2 separate regions of the Anser cygnoides genome follow, and region 1 is linked to region 2. A link is a contact called in public Hi-C data. All regions are on one chromosome and are shown on one strand. The core of a region is the stretch at or near the end of the contact, and the rest is flanking DNA. Distances in the headings are between cores, read along the strand shown. Region 1 holds the start of POLR3F (RNA polymerase III subunit F). Region 2 holds the start of DSTN (destrin, actin depolymerizing factor).

What was found. A called contact is a pair of places that touch in the nucleus more often than the background predicts.
Region 1: a contact with region 2 is called in a Hi-C map of liver, with 1.9 times the contacts expected there. The contact joins the promoter of POLR3F here to the promoter of DSTN in region 2. A contact is called at or near these places in 3 of 7 Hi-C or Micro-C datasets (granulosa cells and liver).

The regions. Positions count from the first base shown.
Region 1 is chr3:15,172,023-15,176,150 of Taihu_goose_T2T_genome, forward strand. It overlaps POLR3F (RNA polymerase III subunit F), which reads left to right and starts at 2,019. Exons shown (of 9, transcript XM_048078909.2): 1 at 2,019-2,165; 2 at 2,479-2,596. The coding sequence starts at 2,110. DZANK1 (double zinc ribbon and ankyrin repeat domains 1) reads right to left here and starts at 2,099. Exons shown (of 22, transcript XM_048078905.2): 1 at 2,016-2,099; 2 at 1,428-1,483; 3 at 326-450. The coding sequence starts at 434.
Region 2 is chr3:14,998,115-15,002,103 of Taihu_goose_T2T_genome, forward strand. DSTN (destrin, actin depolymerizing factor) reads left to right here and starts at 2,577. Exons shown (of 4, transcript XM_066993538.1): 1 at 2,577-2,719. The coding sequence starts at 2,717. LOC136790336 (a long non-coding RNA gene) reads right to left here and starts at 2,491. Exons shown (of 2, transcript XR_010830066.1): 1 at 2,354-2,491; 2 at 1,789-2,002.

The DNA.
Region 1 (4,128 bases), core at 769-3,268, 170 kb after region 2:
CGATGAAATGTGGAATTGTAAGGAAGTCCTTTAGGGTGAGCCTAGCACAGGATACTTTCAAGTGCTGTTTTTGCAGTCACAGCAAAAAGCAACAGCTTAAAGAGCTTGATCTTGAAAGCAATTAAGACTGCTAACATAGAGGAGTAACCCCCATGTCAATAACATTGTTTGAATTAATCAAATCAAGTGCATGTATATTTGGTGTATCGAAACACAGTTAATTTTATAAGTTACTCAAGGAAGTGGATATTCATAAATATATGATAAAGTTTCAAATGGTCACATAAGAAAATGTTTTATATAGAGTTAAAGCTATTATTCATACCTGATTTTATTTCTACGAGAGTATTTGTATCTATTTCATGTTTAGCCTTCCCTGGAAGAGGGATTCGAAGTGGTATGACCTGAGGAACTGAGACAGAGCCCGCTGTCATTTTTCTCACCAGTGATCTTTAAAACAGAAAAACAAAAAGGCAGACAATATTTTTCTTGACAGAAGAATGCATTAAGAAATATGGTCTTTTAATGTAATTCCTCATCTTCATTTGTTTATTTTAGGAGAGAGAACACTGGATACTTTAAACTGCTCACTCATTAATATTTATGTGCTTTTCACATTGAAAAATAATAAGATCCTAATGATCATCAGACTTTTGACATTTTCTCCTATTACAGAACTGTGAACAAAGCTTAAGATGAGCTCTGTTGCCTTTATTTCACTTCAGCTTTCCTTGCTCAAGTCTGACTTCTGAGTATTCAAGGGAAACAACTTTAGCATCATACATCAGTGATACGTGCTGAGAGAGACCAGTGAGGTATCTTGACTCTAATCATTAAAGATATGGTGTCATTTTCTCTGCAGGAAGAGCAAGCTACTTGTTTTGCTGTGGCCACCTGAATGGATGTCAAGGCAATGCAAGAAGATGTCCTGAAGCGGGCTAGAGAGAGACAGGTATTCCTTAAGCTTATCTCATTTATGGCATGCATTAAAAATATACCTATAAAGCACATGCCAAACATTATTTACCATAATTTATGTATTATGTATTATGTCATCACGTCACAAAATATGAGAGTGAATTTGGATTCAGTAACATGTTACTATACAAAAAGATGTTCAGCAGATCTTAGGAATTGATATTCAGGGCCAGAAAATGCATGTACACTAGAAGGATTTGTTTTTTTTAGCTAACCTTTCGATCCTCCAGAAACACCTCTCACCCCACCCATTAACGCAGTCAGGATTCTGCACAGAGGGTGTCTGTCAGCCCATGCTCTGACTGGGGTAAGGCACCGCGCTGCCTGCAGCTGCCCATCTCCGCGCTGGGTTGCACATGAGGAACACGGACAGTTCTCAGCCAAAGCTCTCTTGTGCTGCATGCACACTGCGGCAAAGTCACGTAAGGGCGTGCAGATCAGACCTTTACCTGACACCAGGGGCTGTGACCAGTTCTCCTCAAGGCTCTGACAGCTCTTGGCACACCTGGGGCAGAAGCACAGGGTCCCCAGTCAGCCTGGTGGGAGCCCACCAGAGGGACAGAACAGGTCCCGCTGGCAGCCCCCCTGTGACAGGAGACGCCCTCAGCCCCGCCAGGCCCCGTGCCCCTTCCTCACACCGCACAACCCCGCTCCATCCTGTTGATGCAGGATGGAGCCCCACTCGATCCCCTCACACGATCCTGCCACCCTGCTTGGTCCCGGAGCAGAGGCCTGTCCCCCCCGCAGCGCCCAGACACACAGCCCCTGCTCACCCCGACCGACCTCTGCTGCAAAGCCCCTGAATGCCCCCCCGATCCCTGCCCATCCCAGTCGATCCCTGCTATGGATTCCCTGCCCACCCCCTCTTGATCCCCACCCACCCCACTCGATCCCAGCCCTCCCCCGTCAATCACAATCCCAGAGCCCCTGCCCATCCCCACTGGATCCCTGCTGCGGAGCACCTGCCCACCCCGCTCGATCCCTGCGCGCCCCACTCGATCCCTGCCCTCCCGACTCGATCCTCCCCCCCCAGTTACCACAGACGCCACGATCCCGGCCTAGCAACCGCCCCGTCCCGCCCCCCGCTCCCCGCCCGGCTCCGACGCCATCGGTGCGCGCCGCGGCGGCGCCATGGCGGAGGTGCGGGTGAAGCCGGAGGCGCCCGACCCGGTGGACATCGAGAGCCGGTGAGCGGGGCGGCGGGGCCGGGAGGAGCGACCCGGGGGCCGCAGCTCTCCTGTCTCCCGTCGTTCGGTTCCTAAAGCTGTCTGGTCGCTGCTTGCGCGCCGTCACTTTCCACCCAGGGCTTAGAGCGGCGCAAAACCAAAATGGAGCGAAGTTTGGTTTCTCCGGGGCTTGCCGGAGCGCATAGGCATGACCAAGAAGCATTTCGTCATAGTTTTATCCATGAGCTCTTCTCTTCTTGCCCTTCAATCCCGACCCCGACCTTTCGGATGCGGCAGGATACGGTTTTTAACCTCGCTCTTCTCCCTCCCCCAGGATAATCGAGCTGTGCCACCAGTTCCCCCACGGCATCACCGACCAGGTGATCCAGAATGACATGCCGCACATGGAAGCCCAGCAGCGAGCCATGGCCATCAACAGGCTGCTCTCCATGGTAGGCCCCGCGGAGCTCCCCCGTTGCTTCAGGCACCCCGCGCCACTCGTATGGACGGGCTGCGTGGTGGCCGCCGGCTGGGCAGGGCTACCGAGCGGGTCTGGTTGGAGTCAGTGGCGTTTGCTGTAATTTACGGTTGCCATAGCTTCTTTTTGGTTGCCGTAACCACTCAGGGTCTCCATAACCAGTTAAACATACCTCAAAAGTTACCGTTTCCGCTCTGTAATAGAAAGTTAATGTGCGTATGTCTACTTGTCTGTATAGGTTAGGAAGCTGCCACTGAGAAGTAACACATTAGTCTTCTGAGGTGTGCAGAATCCTTTGCTCTTCCCCCCTATGTATTACTTTCTGTATTTACTATGTAAAATAAAATGCGATACAGTGCTCTTGTATGTAACAGTCAAGTGCAAGTGTAGTTACTGTGGTTCAGCAGGGGGTTAGCCACAGTGATAACGAAGCCTGGTAGGGAATGAACTAGCTAGTGATAAAGAGATGAAAGAATGGATGTTAGCCTATGGTCTTATATGTGAAGCATTTCACCAAACCCCTCACGAAATCCTGAGCTTGTGGATTACTCTGATAATAAGCAGGTGAGACATCTGAGGAGTTTGTTTGCATCTTCTAGAAATTTCCTACATCTTGCTTGGCATTTCCCTTTGTTATCAGGACTCCAGCCTAAGATAAGATTGAGCATCGCAGTCAACTCCTGCTACATGTTAAGGAGTAGATAGGAGCTGTTGAGTTATGGTTTAGTGTGGTATGAACTTCAGTATCAGCTAACCAGACTTCTTAGCTCGGTCCATACTACATGGTTCTGGAAGTAATCTAACCTACCTCATTTTGTTTTTTCTATTTATCAATATATTTATCAGGACATTGGCTGTGAGCTTTTTTGTTCAATATCTTTTGAATTGGTTGTCCAAATTTCAGACTGAGGCTTCAAAGACAGCTAAGTCTCTAAAACTTGTCTAAAATACATGTCTTGGGGAGTGGGATGTGGGGGGAGATCTAGTAAGTGCCTTATTGGTGGGGGGAAAAACTGTGGTGAGAGATAGGCGTTAATAAGAATCTGGGAGATAAGCTGCGAGTATTTCTTCTGTAGAAAAGCATTGAGAGGGATCATCCTGAAGTGGGAGCTCCATTCAATTACATAATCCAAATCTGGAAGAAACAAGATTGTAACTGTGGGGAAGGGATCAAACAGCAACGGAAAAGCAAACGTTAACTAATGCTGTTATGTGCATGTTCTTGAGCTTCTCTAATTGCTTGCTTCTTTCTCCAAAACAGGAAAGAGGAATTTGCCTGGTTTAGGCATAGCAGAACAAGTCTTTGAACAAGTGTGTGAGAGATGCTAGTAATTCTCAGTCCTGGCTGTCAGTTTTCCAGTGATCTCTACTTAAGCCAAAAAAAAACCCCACAAACAACCCCTAACAAAACAAAAACTTTTTTTTTTTTTTCTGATAGCTAATGATAAATGGATACTCATAGGGAAAAAATAGCCTCAGGGGTATCGTTGTGTCCAACAGATAGAA
Region 2 (3,989 bases), core at 1,327-3,826:
TCCTTCCCCAAACGCGGGAGCTTCCCCTCGGCTCAGGCAGCGAGCAGGCAGCTATGAAGCAGCCTCACGAGGGCCCTGCTGCGAGGCCTCAGTGAGGAAAGCCGCAGCGCTGCAAGCATCTCGGGCGATGCTCAAATTCGCGGGCCTGCGAGGAACAGGCTGCTCGGCTGGAAAAGCAGACTCCCATTCCCCTTCACAGAAGGTTTCTGTGGAGCAGGGGTTCCCAAACTGACAAACCCGAGCCGTGTTGCTCAGCAGTGCCTGTGCCGTGGCGGTACGGCACACGCAGCCCACAGAGCCAGGTCGTGCGCATCCAGCCTCCTCAGAGCACCGCACCCGCTGGGTTTGCACCCCACTGGGCTGCACCGTTTTGTCTTTTGGGGCACAAAGCCTTTTGAAAAGGCATCGTGGCTCTCGGTGACCTGCCCTTCGCAGAGGGAGCGCATCTGTCACATGAGATAGAAACAAGTGAGAGTCCTTGCAAAAGCTCTTCCTTGCTGAGGCGCCTTTAACTTGTCAGGTACCCTCTCAACCCGTTGCAACGTTTCCAAAAACACAACAAAAACCTCTTGAAACAGACTGAGCCAAGGGGCCAGTTTCAATTCATTTTCCCTTATAAGTATACAGTATGAAACAGCCCCGGCCCTGTTCTCATGGCCTTACATCATCCTTTCCCCTCCTCCCCAGGACATCTGATTTCTGCACCCCGCTCTCTCATAGTGAAACCGAATTATCGAGAGCAAGCTCAGAACAACCACAGACAAATCGCCCACATGAAGTAAAACCAAAAAGCACAGCTGCCCCGGGTCCCAGTCTCATGCCACCAGAGATGGAGGTCTGCTATGGCACCGTGCAGAGGCTCTGGCAGCCAGTGTGTGCCTCAATTTTCCCTTCCCAGCACCAATGAGCTGTAGCTTTCACCCACACCGTGCCAACAGCTGGCATCGAAATACAGGACCAGAAAGGGTTGTCTGGAGAAATGCATTTGTAGGTCTGGTGCTCTATTACAGAGGCATTTTACCTGACTTATTTTAGAACCATACATTTAAAAAAAAAAAAAAAAAAGAGAAAGTTCCCACTCAATTCTTTTTACTTTCAAAGACAAAGACTTTGCTCCCAATTTAGCATTCCTTGATTAAATACATCAGAAAGGAGCATAGGGAGGAACAACCCACCCACTGCCATTTAAGTCTAGCAAAAGGCTCACCAGTACCACTTAATTTCACCACAAACAAACGCTCTTGCAAAAGGGACCCCTTGCCAGCACAAGGCACCCAACAAAAGAGCCTGCCGGAACAGGACTGCTTTTTCAACACATGCATTTTCAATATGCGATCTTTCAGCAACCCATATCTCAAGTGAGCAGGCACAACAGCATCTAAAAAGGGAAACGACGGGGGTATGCTGCAAGGAGGTTAGAAAAAAAAATTATGTGTGTAACTAGAACGGGGGAATATGGATAAAAACTGTAAGGTATGGCTTACACCTTTGTTGTTGATGCTTTATGTTAGATGTAAGCCAGAAATATTGCTGCCTCGTACGCCAGCCCTGAAAACAGCCACACAAATCTTGCTTTGTTTTCTGCTTACAAGCAGGCACAGAGAGAGAGGCTCAACAAACACGCTTGATGCTGGGGGTTCTTTGCTCATCAATTCATGGCAGTTCAAGCCGGGAGCATCGCCGCACCCAGTAACGAAGCCAAACCACCTCTACTTTTTCACGTTAGACGCTTCAGCAATCAGCGAACAGCCTGCTTACAGAAGCCCCGCAACACATCGCGCAGAAACGTTAAGGAAACGATAACATTTTTATTATTTTTATTGTTGTTTTTTTTTTGCAGCATTTCGGGGCGAGCGCCCCAGGAGCGGAGGCCGGGCGCCGGGTGCTTTGTCTGGAGGCCGGCGCGATGCACAGGGTTTCCTCGGCTCGCCGCGGCAACGGCCGGCGCCAGCCAATCACGAGTGGCTGGCTGAGATCGCACCAAAGTAGGTAGTGAAAAACCCTGAAAAAAAAAAAAATTAGAAAAAAAAAAAAAAAGGCGAGCGAGCGAAGCCACTTCCCCCTCACCGCCTCCTCAGCCCGCCGCCGCCCCCGCCCGGCCTCGACCCGGCCGCCTCCCCTCACGATCGCTCCCTGCCCCTCACAGCCGCCCCCGCCCCCGCTTTTACCCCCCTAAATCCCCTTTTACCCCCTCACACCCCCTTTTTACCCCCTCACACCCCCATTTTGCCCCCTTTTTGCCCCCATTTTGGCCCCTCACGCGCCGTTTTGCCCCCTCACGCCCCCATTTTTACCCCCCCCTCCTTTTGCCCCCCCCTCATTCCCTCACGCACCCCCCGCCCTCCGCGCACACCTTGGGGCAGGTAGCCCCGCCCCTCTTCTCTCAGCGCCCGCCGCCATTGGCCGGCCGGCCATCCATCACCCGCCGGCTCCGCCTCCGATTGGGCGGCCCGCCCCCCTCAGGGGGCGTACGGAGCGGGGGGGCGGCAGGCGCGCATGCGCTCTGTCTCTAGTGAGGCAGCGGGGCGTTGCCACGCGGGGCTCCCACCATAGCAACCGCTTCCTCCTCCGGGCCCGGCGGCCGTGACGTCGGCAGCGTTTCCGCCCGGCTCGCGCCCTCGCCGCTTCCCTTCCTGCCGCCGGAGCCCGCGCCGCGCCCAGCCGCCGAGGGGAGCAGCCGCCGCCGCACCGCGCTCCGCCGCCCGCCGCCGCCGCCATGGTAAGGGACCTGCGGGGCGCCCCCCCCCCTCCACCCCACAGCCCCGGGAGCCTACCGGCGGCTCCCCGCCGGGCTCCGGTCCCTCGGGGCGCCGCGCCGTGAGGCGGCGGAATCCCCCCCCCCCCCATATCCCCCCCGCATCAGTGCCGTGGAACGTTCCTCCCCTCCCCCCCCGCTTTGCGGTGGTACGTTCCATCCCCTCAGAGCGCCCCTTCCCCCTCCCCCCCCGGAGGCGCGATGGTACGGCCCGCGCCGCGTGCGCGCGCGGGGGGCCGAGCGCGTCCATTTCGTGGCGCGGGGGGGGAGCGGAGCGCGCCGCGGGGCCCCTCCCAGCGCTCCCTGTCTGTGCCGCAGGGCGCGGCCGCACCCAACCCCCCCCCCCCCCCCGGGGCTTTTGTAGGTCGGGGGGTGGGGGGGGTACGGCCCGGCCCGGCCCGGCCCGGCAGGAAGCTGCGGCTGCCCCCGGCCGCATCCGGCCGCGCGGCGGGAGCCATCTTCCTCGGGGGGAGGGGGTGGGGGGGCGCCCAAGGCCGCTGGAGCCTGGCGGAGGAGGAGGAGGAGGAGGAGGGTGCGAGCCCTGCCTCGGCCGTGAGGGGAGAAACGCCCCCAGAGAGCCGCCCGGCCATTGTGCCCCGGCGCCGTGTGGGCGGATCGGGGGGGGGGGGGTAAAGGCGAAGTTTGCCCCCTCCCATCACCCCACCCCCCCGTTTAACCCGCACGGCTGAGATTGATGAATTGGCATGAATTAGCTCGCACAGCCCTAATTACCGCCCTGTTCTTGCCTTTCCGGCACCAAACACCGGCGTCTCTTAACGCCCTCCGTTAGGTTATTCGCCGCTAGCTTTTGAAGGGCGTCGCAGCCCACCCGCAGCATTCGCCGTTCGTGTCCCCGACGCAGGGCACAGCTCGTGGATAAACTCCCGCCCCGCACGGCCCCAGCGCGCAGGATGTGCTGGTAATCTCCCTGCTTCCTATAAAACCCAGCTGAAGCATCCCCGGCCGGGCTGCAGCGTGGAGCAGAGCTAATGGGAGTTGCAGATGAAGCTGCTGAAAAGTCTGACGAGACTTGCAGCTCTTGTTTAAAATAGGCTTGTCTGAACAAGCTAGCTGCCACCTCTGCAGTACGCAAACCTAGTTTAAAATGACTCCTCGGCGTGTCAGGCTGCATCTTGCTTCAGAACCAGGCAATTCCCAAGTCAGCCAGAACTAGCATTTCTCATAGTGATCTTTTTTAGAACAGGGTGTGTTTTTTTGGCTTTTTTTTTTTTTG